Linked DNA regions of Anser cygnoides: region 2 is linked to region 1. A link is a contact called in public Hi-C data. All regions are on one chromosome and are shown on one strand. The core of a region is the stretch at or near the end of the contact, and the rest is flanking DNA. Distances in the headings are between cores, read along the strand shown.

Region 1 (6,769 bases), core at 3,165-5,664:
CCGTTTGACTCCTCCCAGCTTTGTTTCCCTCCTTAGCCCTTTCTAGGAGGCCGAGACTGAGATCCTACCAGGAGGGATCCTGGGGAATCACTGGCAGTGGTTTTGGGCACGATCTAAACATGTTGCTGACACATGTCTGCCTCAGAGTTTCAAGCTTTCTTTTCTTCTTACTAGTACACCAAGTTTGCTGCACACCCTCAGGCTAAAGCCATGGCTTTGATTTTGCACGGAGGGGCAACGCGCCCATCTGAATAGTGGCAAGCGTGTCACGAACCCTCCACCCATTTCCTTGGAAGAGGTCTTGACTGTGAAAACCCTAATGATTGCAAAGTAAGGAAGAAATAAGAAGTTTAAAGCATGTATGAAAATACATCTGCAGTTACTATTGTACAGCTGGTAGGCATTTCTGTGAGTACATATTATTTTACACAGAAAAGAAGGCTTGAAAGTTTTACAGTATCTAGCTTTTCTTCCCAGCCCCAAGTAGCAATCACTTCCAGTCACAAGGACCAAAATGCACAAATCACTTGGGGGAGGCTGATGCCTGAGCTGTGTCCTCTCCAGTTTGTGAAAGCCTACTTCTGCCTTCCCCCAGGGCAAAGCTCAGACCCTGAAGGGGCCAGCAAAACCAGGCGTGCATCTGTGGGCTGATGGGCTCACTGCCCCTATGGCACTGGGACCGGTGGGATGCCCAAATCCCAAATTCTTTCTCAGCAGACTAAGAGTTCTGTGATACTTCGCTTCCACCCTCATTTCACAGACTGCTGCAGACATGTTCTAGTATCCTTATGGGATGATATGAGAAGGAAATACAATTTGTTTGTACTCCATTAATCCTGTAATAATGTTAACAATGAAGCTATGCACTCAACCCCTGCATATCTTTTTCAAACAGGTTTCACAGCATTTTCTTATAGCTGGCAATAACACTGCCACATTTTGAGGCGTTGAGGAACTGAGGCAGAAGTGTCCAAAAAAAAGGGATAAAAAGCAGAATTTCCATGTCTCAGGCTCTGCTCTAGGACTTCTATATTTACAACCTTTTCTAATGCTGGCTGCACTACTGAAGTCTTCTCTCCTGCCCCACCATTGCGTTCCCTGCTAACACATAAAAAGGCCACCCTAATAATTTGAGCATAATTTATTAATTTGTTTTCTGCCTGCTTTTCTGCAAGGAAACTGAGCTCTGCAGAGGCAGCCCCAGCTGCTGGAATGTGCAGACAGGTATGGACCTCAGGGGCCCCAGAGCGAGGTGCCAGCTGCCAGGCAGTGCTGGGAGGTGGGCTGGAGGAAGGGCAAGGACCCTGGCGCCTTCTGGATTTCAGGCCCAAATGGCACTGGTGGCTTTTGCCTTCCTCAGTCCACCACAAGTCCAGATCCTTGTTCCTCTTTTCTTACAGCAGGCTGTAAGACCATAAACTCTCAGAAAAGAAATGACCAGTAAGATTGAAAATAGCCTTTGCTGCAAGCCTCTGTATTATCACAGGTCTGGTACCAGCCCAGTAAATGCACATTGGGTCTCAAGTGACATCTTCCAGCAAAGCCAAAGCAATCAAATTCTGCTTTACAATGTGCAAAAGAAGAAAAGTAAAGATCAGGGAAAAGGAACGGGGAAGAAGGAAGCCACCTCAGAGCCACTCTCTTTTGGTATACACTTTGTAATGCAATCCAAACCACAAACAATACTGTTTGCTTCTCTAAAGCTGTGGTGTACGGGTTGCATTATGCAGTGTCCTCTGTCTGCAACACACCCCTGCTTGCTGCATCCCTGATTGACTTGAAAATAAGCTAGAGCAAACTCTCATGTACACTATTTCCTTGTGAGATCGTAGAGTAACAATACCATGCCATGATGCATCAAGATTTCAGTATATATAGAGAGAGGAGACACAACATATTTAAAAGTTCTAACTTCCCACATATTTTTGCTAATAAATTTGGTGAGGAAATGATCTTATCCAAACCCACTCTGAAGATATATGGTGTTTAGAATCAAGCTAATATATTTTAGACACAGTCACCTTTTTCAGTACACTGAATTTTCCTTTAAGTACCTACCTTCTTGTGCAGACATACACTCCTGAGTCTTCTTGCCTTGCTGGTAAAAACCAGAGTGCATCTCCTTTTGCCCAGATTCTTGGATCTTCATCTCTTCCTGATATCATGGTTTTTGAATCATTTTTGTACCATGTGATATTATGGGTCAAGGAAGAAAAATCCAGATGTTTGTATCTGGGGGAAGGGCATTTCAGAACCACAGGTTCTCCATGAAGTTCATAGTAGTGTTGGAAAGAGATGATGTGATCTGGGCAGTTTTCTGTATAAATCAGAGACATTTTATCATTACTGCTGGCCAGGCACATTAAAAAAGAGGGGAGAGGGACACAGGAAATTAAAAAAAAATAATAATAAAAAAGGAGCATGCCTGTACCTGTGCTTTTCCCTTGCTGGAGCCTGAAAGCAGAGGCACCCACTGTGCATGTAACCAGGACAAAGAAGAGCCCGTGCATTTTTTCCCAGAGGAAACGGGAAGGAGAAGGCCGAGGGAAAGTGTCTTGAAATCTGAAGGCAAGTTTATTAGGAGACAAAAGATACAATTAAAATACTCAACATTAACACTAGCAGAGTTAACTGCCCTTTTCCAAACACCAGGCCTGGTGATCTTTGGTTCTCCTTAGTGAACAGAGGGGCTTCTTCACCCCCAAATTATGGCTTGGCATCTGGCTTGGCACAAACACTTCTCTTCTGTCATTTTCCTTTCACTCTGGGAGATGCAAACAACACACCACAAGATGCTGCTGTCCCCATGCTTTTGTTTTGCTTTGTTTTGTTTGGTGCAATAGCTAAAGGTAGAGAAATACAGCTCTGTGTATTTGGCAATAAGACGTGACAGAGGCATGGGCCAGCCACTTCAAGTTGGCTGTAGTGTAGCTCGTTTGGGTAAGCCCAGGAGAAAAGGTGCAGCAGAGATTTAACTCTCTAAGCAGTCCCTTCAGGTTTCTGTCAAGGTTGCATGCCCTCATTAAATCCTGTGTGACTCCATCTTCCCTACTATGGCTACCAAAGTAGGCCAGACAGCTCAAAAACTTGCTATAACCAGAGCCAAGCTCTCAGTGTCCCCAACAAATTTTTCTCTTGGAACAACTTTGACTCCAATGGCATGAACAGCCACCTTGCTATTGATACCCAAGTGAGTACAAAGTGCAGACACCATAACCGTCTCTGAAAACAGAACTATCTGCTGCTGGTCATTCATTAACTGTCATCTGAATTGACCTGGATGGGCAAGTTGGCATCTGTGTACACCACTGGTCACTACCTGGTCTGCCACAAGATATCAATTGCTGTTACTCAGTTGGCTGATCACATATTATCTCCCTGTACAACATTCAGAAATGTATTAAATCTGCTATAGATAGGCATCAGTTTATGCTGTACATAAGTATTTGTGTACATACATAAATACAGTACACAATAAATACACACACAATGCACACTTTTTCCATATTATGTACAGAAATGCAAATTGCATACATTTAACATTAGCCTAACGCTATGACTGTCCCATAAGATGGATATTAAATGACCAGACAACTGCTTCAAGTTTTATCCCAGACCAAAAACGTATTTCAACCAGTATAATGCATTCGTGTTCATAGGTACTTACCTGCAAGCACCTTCTGTGTATCCCATCATGCGCATATTTATGTGTTTTAAATCCAAACTTCTCCATGTTCTAATGGCTAAATTTACCTGACATCTGGTAGTCTGACTGTAATAACTTATCTCCGGCTTATTGTCATCTTTACAGCACTACAAAGCCAACCTCTTGCTCAACAAATACAATTTCATAACAACAGGTTGGCTCCCATACCGTGATGCATGCAAGTGTTTCCAGCGCATTGGCATGGAGCAGTATCCCCTTCCATGGCTATGCCTGGATCAGGAGCTAGTGTCTTTGCTGCATTAACAGTGCCAATGGTTCACATGTAATACCCTGTAAAAGGATCTCTTCAGATCTTTGCCTGACAAAAATACTTGTTTTTTTTCCAGAGGTTTCCAGTCCCTTCAGTGCAGTATCTAGCATTTTCTGTAAGCCCCTGCACACACTGAGGTTTTAGGGATAGCTTTCGTTCCCAGTTGTCCATAAGCTTCACTTACCTGTGGTTCTGCATCCTTTCAGCCATTAGTTTCTCGTGAAAAGATGTAACATTGAAAATCGCTGGTGAGATACTTATATAGAGCTTAGCCCGACACACAGCGGAAATTTATCGCTCGTTGCCCAATCAAATTTGTGTCAAAACCAAATGACATTTTAGACCCACCTTTCTTTCCTTCCGTAGAGTGAGGATGAGAGAAATAGAGACAGGGAGAGAGCAAAAATATGCATTAGGGTTTCCCAAAAAAGGGGAAATGACTGCTAAATATATGACTAAATTTCCCTTTTTCTGACGAATGGCAGTTTACATGCACTCGTGTCTTCACATGACTATTTTACGCTCTACCTAAACCCAAACTTTCTCATGGGTGACAGACGGTGTCCTGCAGCATGGTCAGCAGCTAGACAATTGCATTCTTCACATAATGTGTTTGATGAGTTTTTGTATGGAAAACATGGCAGGTTTTTCCTCTTTTGTGATTCCTCATATAGCTTGTGAACCACGAATGGGTTTATTCCTCTCTTCTTCCATGACAACCATCTCAGTTTCTTGCTTTGCATGAAGACCGTCTTTATGGTGAGGTGTAAGGAATTAACTGATGCAAGCATGCTACGGTCTCCAGGCTCACAAGCAGAAGGGTGAAAAAATGGGTTTTGAACAGTGGTAATGTTGACCTCTGCCTGTCTGGAAGAGGGCAGTCACGTGAAGGACTTCGGTCTGGAGCGGGACCACAAGTCAGTTTTTCCCGTGCCTTGCCCTGACATGTGATGTCTCCTGTGGGCAATCCAGGACTTCTTCCAGCCTCGTTGTCCCTCAGGGACCAGCTGTCATGCACCACGTCACTTCTAGCCCAGGAAGGCACTGTGTGGTGTCCTGCTGACCTCCCAGGGCTGGTGTTGGCACGCAGATCCCTGCTCACAGACCTCACAAAAATGCCCCCTCCCCAAGACTTCACAGACCTCAGCTGAGCAACCCTGGTCTGGAGCACCAGGATCCCAGCTTGAGGTTAAGGCTTCGTGGTCCTGCCACTAACCAAGTAGTGACTCAGAAATAAAAGCAATGCAACCGTTGATTGCAGTAGGGATATACGAATCCTTCATGTACCATTTATTAATTTATCCCTAACATAATTTGTGAACTCTTTATTTAACTACTATCATCCTCAGTTATACCGGAGATCTTCGAATATTTTTTAAGAGAGGAAAAATTGCCAGTTTTTGAGACCATGTTGCCATTTTCTACAGGGAGAAGAAACATATAGCTGATGACATCTACTGACATACTGTAGTCTTTGGGGATGTGTCATATGTCAGACAGAAGAACCGTCAGATAAGGTGATCGATGTTATCTGAGGTCTAAGCTCAGGCTACTCTGTGACAGTCTTTTCACGTATGCAAGGGAGGTGGGTATCTCTAATGGCAACCCTGGCCACAGGTGCCAAACAAGTTCCCAGCACATAAACCCAGACATTTACCAGGCTCAAAAAGAGCAAAACTGCAGGAAATGAGGTTCAGTGTCTTTGAGACGATCACACCTACCAACTGCTGCAAACACGTTCATTGCATTCATTGAATGAAGCCATCTGATCGCAAGCTGTTCAGAGAGCAGCAGAATGAGCATCGCTAGCTTTTCTGGAGATATGTGTCCTTAGCACACACACAAACCTCTCCACTGCAGCCCTTTCAGCTCTCCCCTCATGGTCTTCCCTCATGGCCAACCAATTTTCCTCACACTTCTACAAATTCAGAAGCTCTGAAAACATAAAGTGGGCTACGAGATTCAGTGATCTTATACTGGAATAATATGTGCTGTCCTGCTTTTGAAAACTAGACTAAAACCAAATATCTACAGAGTAACAGTGCAGTTGACAGATAATATGATGTTTTCAGATGCACCTAACAAGGATTAATGATTTTAACCAACTTTCTTTTTTTCCCATAAAACATCGTGATCACACACACCACTACCAGGATTTTAAGTCAAAATATTTTATCTGGAAGTGCAACAGCCCGGTTTCCTACAGCTCGGGAAGAAATGCATGTTTTTAGGGGCTGTCTGCTGAGAAGACCATGTCACTTTGCGGTCAGTTATTACTGAGTATTTATAAACAGAAATGTGCAAGTCCAGCAGCTATATATATAGAGGCACTTTTAGGGAAGCTGGTGTCTTTCTGTGGTTTCGCTGTGCAGATGATTCATCTATACTGCTCATGATGCTGGAGCAGAGCTGTGAAATTCCTGACTTGAAGACCAGGCTATTCCCCATATGTCTCACTCATTGCTCATCTCACTGGAGAGCTATTTCCCACACCAGGGTTGCACGCAGCTACCTTGCTGCTGTTGGGTGGATTTTTCTCTCTTAGGACATCCCAATAAAATAATCCCAAATCTCAGAAGATATTTAGCATTCTAGCAGTCCCTTCCAACAGGGGTTTCAAAAGGTCTTCACAAGCAAGATGTGTCTGCTCATGATCTGTAGTTCATGGAAGGGGAGAGAGAAATTCAGGCGTCATGAAGTGGGGATAAGGCCATCTGAATAAGGGACGGCTAAAGGTGCCAGGTTTTTCTGGTGACCCCCAGATTCTGCCGTCTTTCCTGGGGGAACTCATT
Region 2 (6,769 bases), core at 1,432-3,931, 33 kb before region 1:
TCCCTGATGTTGCTGGACCCAGAAGCTGAGTGGGTCCTCAATAACCAGCTGCAGACCCCAGCCATGCTTTGAACCCATGCCAGGGAGACACCTCAGAACACAGCAGGATCCCTATATATTTTTTTCTGTGGAAAATAAACCTCACTTTGAGGGCTAAAATGATATTCTTCCTCTATTCAGATTCTCAGTATGAGTGCCTAGAAATCCAGAACTGGAAGGAGTGACACAGCCCATGCCTCCTTTGAGCCTGGAGAGAACCTTAAAATGTTAGTTAATTAAGAGTTCAAGTGTTTGTCCAAATTGTGGTTATTATGCTACATGAATTAGTTCACACTTTCACGCTTATGGTGGAGTAACTGGATGGAAACTGAGAATCAAAACATAAAGTTTTAATTGCTTGTGAAATTGAATTCATATCAGCAGTATCATCGGGTTGTTCTGTGCATCTTAATGCCACAGCTTCAATGTCATGCTATAATGACAATTTAAACGTATTAATGTGTCTATAGTTAAAAGAAAACAGAGAGTAAATCTGAGCTGACAGTACGGGCTATGTGAGCTCAAGCAGACCTAGAGCTCTGGGCTATCCATTTCACGACTTGGGGTTTAACATGGCACAGTTAATGTTAAATCTTTTCCTGTAAGATGTTTTCTGTAACACCCATGAGTCCGTTTGTCCAATGTCTCTGAAAGACCATGGGTCTCTTGCATTTTCTGTTCACTAAGGTGCTTGTTTTAATTTAATAAAGACATGTTGACTCATGTCTTGTTTAGTTTTCACTGTACAGATAGAGAAAAGACAACAACAAAAACACCATTAATATCTCCCATGTGTTTGTTCAGAGCAATAATCTTAATAAAAAAGCTGGTCTGCAGCTGTCATTATGTGGAAGTACAAGAAAAAGTGCTGGATTCTGCACCTGGGAAGGGGCAACCCTGGCTGAACTTAGACTGGCAGATGAGATGCTGGAGATCAGCTCTGCAGAGAGGAATCTGGAGATTTTGGTCGACAGCAAGCTGAACATGAGCCAGCAGTGTGCCCTGGTGGCCAGGAGGGCCAGCCGTACCCTGGGGTGCATCAAGCACGGCATCGCTAGTCGGTCGAGGGAAGTGATTGTCCTGCTCTGCTCTGTGCTGGTGCGGCCTCACCTCGAGTACTGTGTGCAGTTTCAGGTGCCACAGTATAAGAAAGATGTAAAACTGTTACAGAGTGTCCAAAGAAGGACTACGAAGATGAAGGATCTGGAGAGCAAGACATATGAAAAGGGGCTGAGGTCCCTTGTTTTGTTCAGCCCAGAGCAGAGCAGGCCGAGGGGAGGCCTCATGGCGGCCTGCAGCTCCCTCACGAGGGGAGCGGAGGGGCAGGCGCTGAGCTCTGCTCTCTGGGGACAGCGACAGGACCCGAGGGAACGGCATGGAGCTGGGACAGGGGAGGGTCAGGCTGGGGGTTAGGGAAAGGTTCTGCACCCAGAGGGTGGTCGGGCACTGGGACAGGCTCCCCGGGGCAGTGGTCATGGCACCGAGCCTGATGGAATTCAAGAAGCATTTGTACAATGCTCTCAGACACATGGTCTGATTTTTTAGGTGGCCCTTTAGGGACCCAGGAGTAGGACTCGATGGTCCTTGTGGGTCCCTTCCTACTCGGGATATTCTGTGATTCTATGAAGTGACAGCTAAGTTTACCCCAGCAGGCATCTGGGGTATATATGCTATCATTCCAGCTGTCCATGTATGCATCAGGTATTCACACCTCAGTATGATAGGTATGATACAGACTATCTTCAATATGCCTTTTCCTATACAAAAGTCATGCACATTCGTTTGAGCCAATTAGATGTATATTCCCATTATAATGCCTGCAGTGATGAGAAATCCCTGCAGAATATAATTTCATTTGTATATCTATGCTTACTGTTTGCAGATCTGATCCCAACTCTATAACCAGAGGAGAACTCTGCTACTTTACAAGGACTTTGATTTAGGTCCTAACCAGAAGTCAGAAAACATAATAAAAACATAATAAAAACTCTTTTCAGCTTAGAAACACTCACAAAAATGCCAAATGCATTACCTTAGGCTAAGATCTACTCGTCACAAACAGAACAGGATCTGTATCTTCACTTCATTTTTTCTTTCTTGGGTGACAGGTCTAACTTCCAGTGAAGCACGGAAGCATGCAGAGCTGTGGCTGGTCCTTTAAAATATGCTCATGACTGAGTACATTACTGAAGCCCTTTTATTTGTTAAAGATTAAAATGTCCTGTGTACAAACTTGTGCAGTGCCAATACTGTAGCTCACAGGCAGCACACTGTCTCGCTTTTATGACTCCTAAGAATTATTGCTGTGTTTGGGAAAGAGCCAAAGTAGAAGAGAAAGCCCTGTTCAGATGATAACCCCTTCATTATGCTGCATCATTTACTGACTTGTATCCTTTAGGAAGTCCAAACAGGAAACCAAGCCAGCCGTGTTTGTATGAAGCAGCAGAACATAAGGCTTTGTTATGTTATGATAACCAGGAAGTAACACATTAGGTTGTTTTAACTTCACTCTCTTACTTGTCCACTGAATAAGTGAACGACAGTTTGGTTTAGGCACAGACTCATGGCTTTAATATTTAAAGTAGATCTGAAACCTTTTCATACCTTCTCTCCAGTGTGCTACCTTCCCACTTTCCTTTATGTTGATGTACACAGATAAGACATTATTTGACATCATGCTGATTTTATTTATATCTCTTTTCAGTGAAGCTAATCCTCATTTTTCAAGCAGTTGCTGATTAAAGTCAGATGATTTGTTCTGCACGATAGCTTATGGGTTAACAAAACTGAAACTGTCACTTGCTAGAGCCCTGTGGCAGACAAAGAGAGATCTAAGGCCAAATAAAGGGGCCATCCAGCTCCGGTGACAATCTCACGTTCATGACTTTTGCTGCAAATACTTGTAAAAACATTATCTGAATAAGGCAAATACAGTTTGTTTATATTTGTCATACTCTTCTATTTTCCAGTAATAGTGTTTCAGGCATCCCGTCTGCAAAAGGTCATGCCGAGATTGCCATATTCATTAGTGACTAATTAACTCTATCACTTTGTCTAGTCCCTTTCTGAACTTCTTATCTTTTGTTGCCTCCGCAACATTCAGTGAATATTACCTGCAGTTTAATCATTAAACAGTAAAGGCACACTCTTATTAAAAAGTGATTAAAACCCTCTACTACTCTTTCTTAATCTGCCCCTCAATAATTTAACTAGGCACCCTTCACTCTGCTTATGTGAGAAAGAGTGAACACATCTTTTCCTGCTCACTTTCTCCATTACTATTAGTGACTCAGAGGAACCTCATGGCATTTCCAAGCTGCAGAGCCTTGTAGCAAAGCCAGCCCATACCACCATCCTGTGCGGCACCCTTCTCTGCGCTGGATTTCATTGGTGATGAAAGGACACAAAAGATATGCTCTTTCCAAGATGTTGGTGTACCTGCCTTGGTATAACCACCTAAAGTTACTCATTGAGAGATTTGAATTTAAATCTCTCTTTTATCAGTAAGAAGATTTAGTAAGATCCTTCCATGGCTCTCCCAACATGTTTCAATGAATTTGACTAGCCTAACAATTCTGTAGCTGGCACAAAGTCTGTCACCTCGCTACTATTCACATCACCTTTTTGTGAGCAGCATGCTGGAAGTCCTAGATCCCAGCAGAGACATCAGTAGGATCCCCCTGAGCACTCTCCTGGCAGGTGAGCAACACCAGCTGCATAAATCAGTGTAAGTCAGCTGATGGAATATGCTATCATTTTTACTTAACAGCACTCAAAGGAAATTGTGGACTAAAGTACTCCTGTCAGCAGTAGGAGTGAAGGAGGATGCCGCACCCTTGCAGGTTCCCCTGTAGGAGTCTGGCCCTGAGGGGGCTAGGGTTTAACCTAGAGAAGAGAAGGCTCTGGGAAGGCCTTATAGCAACCTCCCAGTACTTAAAGGGGTCCTACAAGAAGGATGGGGAGAGGCTCTTTGTCAGGGAGTGTAGTGATAGGGCATGGGGTAATAAAGTCAAACTAAAAGAAGGTAGGTTTGGATTATGTATTAGGAAGAAACTCTTCACTCAGAGGGTGGTGAGGCACTGGCACAGGTTGCCCAGAGAAGCTGTGGATGCCCCATCCCTGGAGGTGTCAAGGCCAGGCTGGATGGGGCTTTGGGCAACCTGGTCTGGTGGGAGGTGTCCCTGCCCATGGCAGGGGGTTGGAACTGGGTGGTCTTTAAGGTCCCTTCCAACCCAAAGCACTCTGTGATTCTCTGATTCCATTCCAGAATAATGAAAGCAGTTTGAAGCTAGAAATGATCAGACTTTGAAACTTGTCCCGGATTCAGCTGGAGATCAGCTTTGTTGTACTTCAGATCATGAAGGAAATTCTTGCTAGACAGGCAAGAGAAAGGAGTGACATGCAATATCAGAAGCATCATGGAAATTGCATTCCCATGGCGCCTCGGAGCTCAGTGATCACAGAGATAATTAAGCCACTCTAATGTGAATTGTATCCATCCTGCAGCTGAAATGCATACAAGTGCTATGTTTAGTGTTACAAGAAATACTGGTGTTTCACACTGGTACATTCTAGCCTATTTCAGCCACTAAGCTGCTCATGTTTTGTGTCAGCAATATTCCAGATATTACAGGTTGTGAATGAATTCTCAGGCTGAAGATGCCAAATAAATTTTGAAAATGTTGCTCCTTCTGATTGTGTTATCAGCACAGACTGGGAGGAAATTAAAATAAAATAAAATAAAATAAAATAAAATAAAATAAAAACATCAGTGGGAATCTACACATTCCTAACAATTCCTTGAACTTGAACAAGAAGAGCAGAGACAGGAGAAGGACATGATCTCTCTGAAGGTTCTTCCTGGAAATTAATTTCACCAAAATTAACTCATTTTAAGAATAAGTTTAAGTTTTAATAAATTGTTGTTTTCCAGGGGCTGAAGTTTTAATAATGAAAGCCCTGTTCTTCTATATTTACACTGGCCCCTACAATAGTAAAGGAAAATTTGCCATCTTACTATATGAAGTTGCCTAATTAAGTAATTTCCTTTCTCTCTGCCATTTTTAAAGCACATACTGTCAGAACAGCTTTAATTTGAGCCTGACTGTACCAATACTTACTCATTGCACTAAATATGTAACCAAAAAAAACGATCCTAATTGCATAAACACTGAAGTCAGCTTCTTGTGCCTTTGCAGAGACAGTCAAAACAGAAAAGTCCTCTATTTTTACCATTTATTTCATTTGACAGTGACATACAGAAGAGAAAAAATGTACTGAGGGATGATTTGCTGTTTCCAATGTTAACTATCAGGACCTTAAATGGGCCACAACAAAACCAAAGCTCTGGCTTGCAATAACATGCAAACCACACATAAGCCCATGTTACAGCAGGTAAAGCCTACCAGGAGCATCAGTCACTTGTCCTTGAGGAAGAAATATCTTTCTCTTGCTTACCTACACAAATGTAGTAGAAACTTAGCAGTAAAATATGTCGAGGGCTGGTAAGGAAAAGTGGGAAGTTGCCAGGCCCACATTATAGAAGCAGAAGTCAAGTGCAGGCTTGCTCTTCTGCAAACTTATTGTCACATACCCCATTCATAACGTAATCTGCTGATGCTGCAGATTTCATTGTGCATACACATACAGAATAAGAGCCTGACGTTGGTGGCAGCTTTGGCCTTGTTTCAAATGGGAATAGGATTGCACTCTGCTTTATGCCTCAGGCATCGTCCCCTAAAAACTATGCATCCCATTCAGGTTCAGTGTAGGACCTGCTCACATGTCATTCCAGTGAAAGCAAGCAAGATTTGCTTTCTGGTAGCTGACTGCATACACTAATTACTGAGACAAACCTTTAGACCCTTCCTATGCAAGAATTGCTTTGGCAAGCTGTTCTCCAACATGAGGCCTGTTTGGTTTTTTTCTGAGCATTTTGTGAAAGAGTTTTGGCCAAATGGGTTTACTGGAAAAGACAGTGACAATTCTCGGAAACATTCATCCAGAATAACTGTCACAGGTCACAACCAAATGCTTTTCAGGAAAATTCCCCCCCAAAATGTTATTTGCTTTTTAAATTCACTTTTGAAAGCCAGGCTCAGTACACAGCTCCCCTTCACACAGGAAGGAGCCACGTACCCCAGTGAAGCATGCATGTCTCCCACGCTGCTTCCTTTGCTTACAGACCTGATCTGCTTCTGCCTGACGTTGTTGGAAAGGTTCCCATTGCCTGCAGGGAGATGTCAATGGAAAATTGGAGGTTCACTGGTTTTGTAAACAGGTTTGAAGACACCCAGAAGTATACATATTTGCATAAAGGAAAATGAGTATCTCCTTTGCTTTCATACTCTGTAAAGAAGGTAGCCCTGATTCTGCCTGGGATACTAATTCAACAGAAATAATAACTAACTGTGAGACTACTAGCATATATAGATCCTGTGCAAACTAGAGCCCACAATAACAATCCAAAATTGCTCTTGAGAATCCCAGGCTCAGCTGGAAACTTGTTCACAGTTTTTGCTGGAGATGTTTCAGCTGGTTTTCAGGAAGACAAAATTCTCAGCCCTTACTAACTGCAAGTCTTTCCTGACCTGTCTCTGAGCTCATGTATCCACTGAGTCCATAGTCTGAAGAGCAATGGCATTGAAGCCAGGCAATGCTAAGCAAAACAAACAAACAAACAAACAAAAACAACCAAATAAACAAAAAAAAACACCCTAGGTTCTGACTG

What was found. A called contact is a pair of places that touch in the nucleus more often than the background predicts.
Region 2: a contact with region 1 is called in a Hi-C map of liver, with 2.7 times the contacts expected there. The contact joins the enhancer-like site here to the promoter of IL1R2 in region 1. A contact is called at or near these places in 2 of 7 Hi-C or Micro-C datasets (both in liver).

The regions. Positions count from the first base shown.
Region 1 is chr1:143,430,582-143,437,350 of Taihu_goose_T2T_genome, reverse strand. It overlaps IL1R2 (interleukin 1 receptor type 2), which reads right to left and starts at 4,414. Exons shown (of 9, transcript XM_048049067.2): 1 at 4,326-4,414; 2 at 2,432-2,562; 3 at 2,059-2,317. The coding sequence starts at 4,390.
Region 2 is chr1:143,461,828-143,468,596 of Taihu_goose_T2T_genome, reverse strand. No RefSeq gene overlaps it. Among named protein-coding and RNA genes, the nearest start is that of IL1R2, 32 kb to the right of the region's middle. Within about 2 kb of position 2,681, at least 2 of the 3 cell types and tissues checked have open chromatin away from gene starts, as enhancers often do. A contact at or near this core is called in liver, where this site is marked.